Linked DNA regions of Mus musculus: region 2 is linked to region 1. A link is a contact called in public HiChIP or PLAC-seq data. All regions are on one chromosome and are shown on one strand. Each heading gives the region's core, a stretch centred on a gene start, on an enhancer-like site or on the middle of the called end of the contact. The rest is flanking DNA. Distances are from core to core; before and after follow the strand shown. Region 1 has its middle 23 kb from the start of Gm25637. Region 2 overlaps Ubap1 (ubiquitin-associated protein 1).

Region 1 (3,513 bases), core at 577-3,076:
TAATTAATTAATTAATGTAACCCAGGATGGCTTTCAACTTGTTGAGATTCCCCTGCCTCAAAGCCTCTGGAGTTGGTAGATTATGACTCCACACCACGCTTGACTTTTTAGCTTTTCAGAGTAATCCTTGCCTGAATGTCTTGGCGGCTTCCTTGATCTCTAAACCTCAACCGGCACTCGTGTAACAGCTGGCGCGTGAACTCCTCCTGATGGATCGGAGAAATCTCATCAGCTGTGACAATGAGACCCGAGCGTCGCGTTGAGCCAGCGCTTTTCTGCTCCGTCCTGTCTTAGAGAGGGGCACCGCTCCAGCCAGAGTCTCAGGGTTTCCCCAGCCTCTTGTCCGTGCACCCTCACGGTCAGCCATTCAACACATACCTTCCCTCATCTTCAAGCTGCGTCTCCCACCAGTGCTCTACCCATCCCGAATCCGTGTCTCCAGGGCCACTAGAAGTTTTTAGGACATATGTCTCCTCTTGCCACTTCCCTATTCAGAGACCTTTAATGGCTTCCCGTCATTCTCAGGAGCAAGTACAAGACAGCACATGATCCCTCTCCTTGCTGCAGCCACAGAATTTCTCGGGCCCTTCACATGTAGGAACCAGGAGACCCACCCCCTCTTTCCACACCCACCCCTTTGCCTGACTTCATCTTACCCCAGCTGTCAGAACGGATGCCCTCTCTTCTAGGAAAGTGTCCTTTATGTCCCCTACCCCCAAGTTTGGGTCAGTGCCCAACTGAAACTCCCAGAGGCCCCGTGCTTGCTGCCTGCAGTGCAACTCCTTGTTTAGGAAACAGCTTCCAAGCCGAGGTGGACCGGCTCCACACACATCCAACCCTCAGCATTTGGGAGGACGCCCACTGCTGTGGAAAGACTGGAGTAATAACCAAGAAGTGCCCTCGGGTGAGTATTGCTTGGGGCAGGGGATCCAGCTCCAGAACAAAGGCCATTCTCAGTCTGCATAAGACCCAGTGTAATCCCCAGCAGAAGAAGAACCAAAAAAGACTGTCAGGACTTTCTGAGGCGATCAGAGTCAGCACACATGGAAAGCGGACATACACGCTTCATCTTGCGAGGCTTTCTCTGTAGCTCAGCATGGCCTCACACTTGCAGTCTCTATTCCTGCTTCAGTCTTCAGAGTGAGGGGTGTACAGAGGAGACCTGCCAAGCACAACTGAGAACATTAGCATTTAAGAACTAGGTGTTGGGGGGTTGGAGAGATGGCTCCGAGGTTAAGAGCACTGACTGCTCTTCTAGAGGTCCTGAGTTCAATTCCCAGCAACCACATGGCGGCTCCTAACCATCTGTAATGGGATCTGATGCCCTCTTCTGGTGTGTCTGAAAACAGTGACAGTGTACTCATATACATAAAATAAATAAATAATTTAAAAAAAAAAACTAGGTATTCGGGGCTGGCGAGATGGCTCAGCGGTTAAAGACCACTGACTGCTCTTCCGAAGTTCAAATCCCAGAACTACATGGTGGTTCACAACCACCCGTAATGAGATCTGATGCCCTCTTCTGGTGCTTTTTGAAGACAGCTACAGTGTACTTATTTATAATAATAAATCTTTGGGCTAGAACCAGTGGGGTTGACCAGAGGGAGCAGAGGTCCTAAAATTCAATTTCCAACAATCACACGAGGCTCACAACCATCTGTACAGCTACAGTGTACTCACATACATAAAATAAATAAATCTTTAAAAAAAAAAAAAAAGAACTAGGCGTTGGTTTCTGCAGAACTGGAAGCAGAGTGCAGGCAGTGTCTGAATGTGGACAGCCGAAGGGGAAGTCAGCCTGGCGATGAGAGTCTTTCCGGCAGAGGCAGAAGTTCTGTAGAATATGACCTGGGATGGGTTCCTGCTACCAAACCTCAGAGATCAGAGCCAACTCTCAGATCCTTCCTTTGACTAATCAACTGGTGTGTGGTGAACCAGGCTTCAGGGTCCTTCACAAAACTGGCTGGCAACGGAGACAGAAGGAAGTTGCCTTCTCGGAGTCTTCTTCCTGCTGTTCTCCGATTTAAGAGAGGCATTCTACCACAGGGGATGGCCTGGGTTGGGCACATCAGGTAGCAGGACAGAAGGCAAGTCTGGACAGGTGGACAGTGGAGCCTAGGCTGTGGGGTAGGGTGTGCATGCTAGTCATAGGGAGTGGGGAGGCCGAGGTGGAACCTCAGCAAAGGTCAGGGGTTGGAGAGTGACTACTGCAGCAGACGAGCTGTCCTCATTTGGTGACTGCTTCTCTGAGAGAGAGAGAGAGAGAGAGAGAGACGCTGGGTTGGGTCACATCTTTGCCATGAGGTTGGGGAAGAGATAGAAGATGGGGAACAGGCCCCTTTGTGAGGTCATTGCTCGGGGGAAGGAAAGGCAGTCACGAAAGCAAGAGGGATTTGAGTTAGCTGACAGGAGGGTCAGGGAATAGCAGAATAGGAAGGATGAGCTACATCCTTATTTGTACTGCTCCTGAGAAGGAAAAGAGAAAGCCACAGCAGCCAGCCCCCAGAGAAAGGCTTCTGAGGCAGGGGAGATGGCTGGGGGGAAAATGGCAGCTTCAGCTAGGGTTTGGGAGACTCATAGCCAAAGAAAACACCTAGGCCATAGCTAGGTGTTCCTGAGTTGTTCCTCTATGGCATGGGTCAGATTTAGCTATGACAACCCAAATATAAAGCCTGGAGACTCCCCTATATGTGATTCTGCTGAAGTCTGGCGTTGATAGGAAACACAGCTGAGACATGAGCTGAACGGAATGAAATGAGTGTTGTCTGGTCTCAAGAGCACAGTGACACTCACTTAAGGCTGCCAATGACCTGGTGAGGCCAACCCTCCTGAAGGCCCTCACAGTAACAGGGGCGTCTGACTCTGCCTTCCCAGACGTCTGAAGCCCTGGGGAAAGCCCCCTTCATCAGACTTCTCCCATCTTACTTTTCAAATCTCAGAACCTATCTCTCTGCCCCGCAGTGCTGCCTGAGTCCATGAGAATTTACCGAGGGTCTTCTACCTGCTAAGCTCTTCCCACGCATCCTGAAATAAGAAAACTGTGGGTCCTTGTGCTCATCCCTCCTCCAAAAGAAAGCTGGCAAAATAAAAGAATGGAAATAACCCAGACTGTGGGCCACAGAGAGAAGAAAGCCCATATAGCCGCGGGAACCCACAGAGCATCACACCCAGTCCAGGGGAGGCAGGCTCTGTGGATCCTGAGTGGGAAGAGCCAGTTGGCATTTGCCAGGGAGAGCACGGTGTGCTGGAGACACGCCAGCAGGTTCAGAGGAAGCCACGTGTTAAATCTTCAAGAACTCTGCAAGGCTGCTTGTTTCGTACTTTAAGAAATTAACTTATGCAAACATATAATTAGCTAAATTATTTTTAAAACAAAGGTGATATACAGTCGCTTGCTAATTATTCCCGAATTTTGCTATTATCTGTGCTCTTCAAAGCACTGGCATCTGCTGTATCTTCAAGGGAGGTGAGCACATAATTGTGCAGGGCTGCCTCTCTCCTCCCAGCTCCCGG
Region 2 (3,513 bases), core at 391-2,890, 300 kb before region 1:
AAGGTTGCCTGCTCCAAGGATGCCAAGACCTCCTCATCCTGTAACACAGCCCCCGAGCTTCCCCGGGCTGTGTTACTGTCCAGTAACTGAGCCATTATGGGTCCAGTGGTTCCTACCAGAATGTTTCTCAGCTCTTCCTTCTCATCAATGGTTTTTAACTCCAGATTATCAAATGGGTCCTCTTCACACTCGAAGTCAGCAGGATTGAAGTCTGCCTTTGTGTGGGGTGGGCTGAGAACTTTCTGCTTTGTGGCACTACTGCTGACCCGAGTTGGAGTGAGGATGTTGTTGTGCTGTAAGCTGGCAAGGATGGGGTTAATAGGAGGTGGCATTGTGGCTGTATTGTGAGTCTTGGGGAAGCTCACTTTGCTGTCACCCTCTGGACCACTCTTGGAATTCACTTTAGCTTCTGCTTCCTCGGCCTTCCGCTCTGCTTCCCGCTGAGCTTCTTGGATTAGTTTAATATCTTCAGCCCACTCAATGGTTTTCTTTTCCAAGGAGAAGTCATACTGCAGAGACACAGCAGAGAGAGGAGGTGTGAGCCCAGGGGCTGCTCTCCCCTACCCAACTCAGTCCTGTGTGTGAAGTACAGCAGGCAGCACTTCAGCACACGGCTGAGCCTCACTGAGGAATACTGAGACTTCCAATGTCCAAATCCCAGGTTAGCTGTATAAACTAACTCTACACATCGGACCAAAGGGAATTTGCCACATCTTTTGCTTCTCTTCGCCTATCCCCTCCCTAATTCTACATGGCTAGAGGAAAAGGTAAGCCACACACTCAAGGAAGCCATCCTGATGACCCATCTGTTTTAAAATGTATGGCACTCACCTCTATCAGTCATCTCTGGTACATACCTGCAAGTACATGCACTTAATATGTAAACTCACACCATGTCCTGCTATTGGCAGCAGCCCCACAGGCCATCTTTGGATCTCTATTATGTAGCACAATATCCTTCAAAGATCCTATGCTCAGTAATGACAGCACCTAACCCTGAAGGAACAAGTTTAGGGGCACCATGAAAGAGCTTGCTGGGTTGCTTTGTTTGCTTGAGCAGAACCAAAGACCCGAACCCAGGGCCTTGTACATGGGAAGTGCTCTACCATAAGCCCATGAGCACCTTTCATGGGTTAACTCTACAGATTACCTAAAACCCCTTAGTAATTACCACTATCCCTACTTTACAGGGATCACGCCCACAGTCATAAGCCAGAAGTACTGGATCTGAAGCTGGCCAGCTGTGCTGTCAATCCACTATTGGGCTGTAATGAATATACTGCAGTCAGAATTCAAGGAGACAGATTACTTGGTGCCTAGTTCAGCAATACAATTGTTACAATCAGGACAAGGTTAGCATGGCCCTGCACAAGAAAGACACACTAAACTGGGCGTGGTGGCGCACGCCTTTAATCCCAGCACTCGGGGGGCAGAGGCAGGTGGATTTCTGAGTTCCAGGCCAGCCCGGTCTACAGAGTGAGTTCCAGGACAGCCAGGGCTACACAGAGAAACCCTGTCTCAAAAAACCAAAATAAAAAGAAAGACACACTAAACCATGAAGCAGCAGTCTATACTTTGCAGATGAATAATGAAGTCAGCAGGCCCTTTGTCTGTTCTTCTTTCTAAGGTATACTCTCAAAAAGTCTCCTTCCTCTACTTTCAACACAGAAAAGGGGAAGGGAAACAGAAACCAAACATGATGGCTCATGTGCAAGACAGAAAGGCAGGAGGATCATAATTTGAAGAGAGAGAAACTATCCATGAGACTGGCTGGGGTAACCACTCAGTGGCAGAAGATATGAATGTCCTGAGTAGATGACAATCTATACAATATTAACAGCACACTTTAAACAATATTCTAGTACTTGGGAGGGGGAAGCAGGAACATCAGAAGTTCAAGGGCAGCTGGGCTATAGGAAACCCTACTTAAAATAAACAAACTTCATGGTTTCTTAATAAACCCTAAAAATGTAGCCCAACTTACAAAATTCTCATTGTCATACTTTAAAAATATCTACAGCATTATAGAGAAAGAAGAAAACCAAATCCCTTGCATTCACCCTAACTGGGCAGAGCTGACAATGTATGCCTGGGTGTTCACGACGGAAGCATGGGAAAGACACAGAGTTTAAAATGCTGAGAGATCGTTCTAGAAAAGGAAGAAAGAAAACCTACCTAGACACACAGTCACTAAGAATTCCTGTCCCTACTCCTGCAGCTGTGCTCTGCAGAGGTGAAGTGGGAGGTGGTGAGGCACTATCTTCTCTGTGTACCATGAATAAAAGGGAGAGGACAGCCATAGGCAGTTAAGCGCTACAGAGCTAAATGAAGAAACCTAATGTCTGTTTAATCTTTTGACAGCATAATAGTTCCTTTTCTCATTGCTGTGAGAAATACAGAAGCAAGCCGGGCGTGGTGGTGCACGCCTTTAATCCCAGCACTCGGGAGGCAGAGGCAGGCAGATTTCTGAGTTCGAGGCCAGCCTGGTCTACAGAGTGAGTTCCAGGACAGCCAGGGCTACACAGAGAAACCCTGTCTCAAAAAATCAACAAAACAAACAAAAAACAACAACAACAAAAAAAGACAAGAAATATAGAAGTAAGTTAAGCAAGAGAGACTGTTTGGGGTCACAGTCTGAGGGCACAGGGGCAGGAGCTTCAGAAAGCTGGTCTCACGGCCTGCAGTGAGGAGGCAGAGACAAATGCCAGAATCGGTAAGCTGGACCTTTTCTGTTCAGTTCAGGACCGAGTCCATGGGATGGACTACCCACACAACCCGGGCAGGTCTTCCACCCCTATTCATTTAGATAATCCCTCACAGACATCCACAGAGACTTGTCTCTTCATTGTCACTACATCCTGTGACAATCACTATTAACAAATCACACAAGCTGGGAGTGGTGGCACACGCCTTTAATCCTAGCACTTGGGAGGCAGAGGCAGGCGGATTTCTGAGTTCAAGGCCAGCCTGGTCTACAAAGTGAGTTCGAGGACAGCCAGGGCTATACAGAGAAACTGTCTCGAAAAAACAAAAACAAAAAACAAAAAACAAAAAAACAAATTACACAGATCCTACTAAGTAGCCTAGACTATTCAAACTTACTGTGTAGTTCTGTGGTAGAGAGACAGAGAACCCGAGTACAAGATGGAGTACAGAAAAGCATTATCAACCCTTAGCCACAGCTTCCTTCTCCATAGTTTTGTTTGTCTAAAATCAACTACAATGCAAGAACAGTTGCATTCTAGAGATAAACAAATCTTAACTTTTGGGCTGGAAGATGTCTCAGTAGTTAAGAGTACTTATTACTCTTGCAGAGAACCCAACCTCTGTTCACCAGGCTGGCCTCGAACTCAGAGATCTGCCTGCTTCTGCCTCCTGAGTGCTTGGATTAAAGGCAAGGCAACCACCTCTACCCAGCAAATATCCTTAACTCCACTTCAAAGACAGCTGACACTCTCTTCTGACTTCTGTAGATAACAAGCAGATATGTGGTACACATACATGTACACACGT

The links. HiChIP or PLAC-seq counts read pairs in DNA pulled down with a chosen protein or histone mark.
Region 2: an H3K27ac HiChIP or PLAC-seq map of microglia shows a contact between it and region 1, with 4 times the contacts expected there. The contact joins two enhancer-like sites. A contact is called at or near these places in 3 of 115 datasets of contacts at active chromatin or transcription factors (embryonic stem cells and microglia) and 1 of 9 other capture datasets (embryonic stem cells).

What each region holds. Positions count from the first base shown.
Region 1 is chr4:41,071,949-41,075,461 of GRCm38.p6, reverse strand. No RefSeq gene overlaps it. Among named protein-coding and RNA genes, the nearest start is that of Gm25637, 23 kb to the right of the region's middle. Within about 2 kb of position 1,826, at least 38 of the 459 cell types and tissues checked have an H3K27ac peak or open chromatin away from gene starts, as enhancers often do. A contact at or near this core is called in microglia, where this site is marked.
Region 2 is chr4:41,375,943-41,379,455 of GRCm38.p6, reverse strand. It overlaps Ubap1 (ubiquitin-associated protein 1), which reads right to left. Exons shown (of 7, transcript NM_023305.3): 4 at 1-509. Among named protein-coding and RNA genes, the nearest start is that of Ubap1, 29 kb to the right of the region's middle. Within about 2 kb of position 1,640, at least 63 of the 459 cell types and tissues checked have an H3K27ac peak or open chromatin away from gene starts, as enhancers often do. A contact at or near this core is called in microglia, where this site is marked.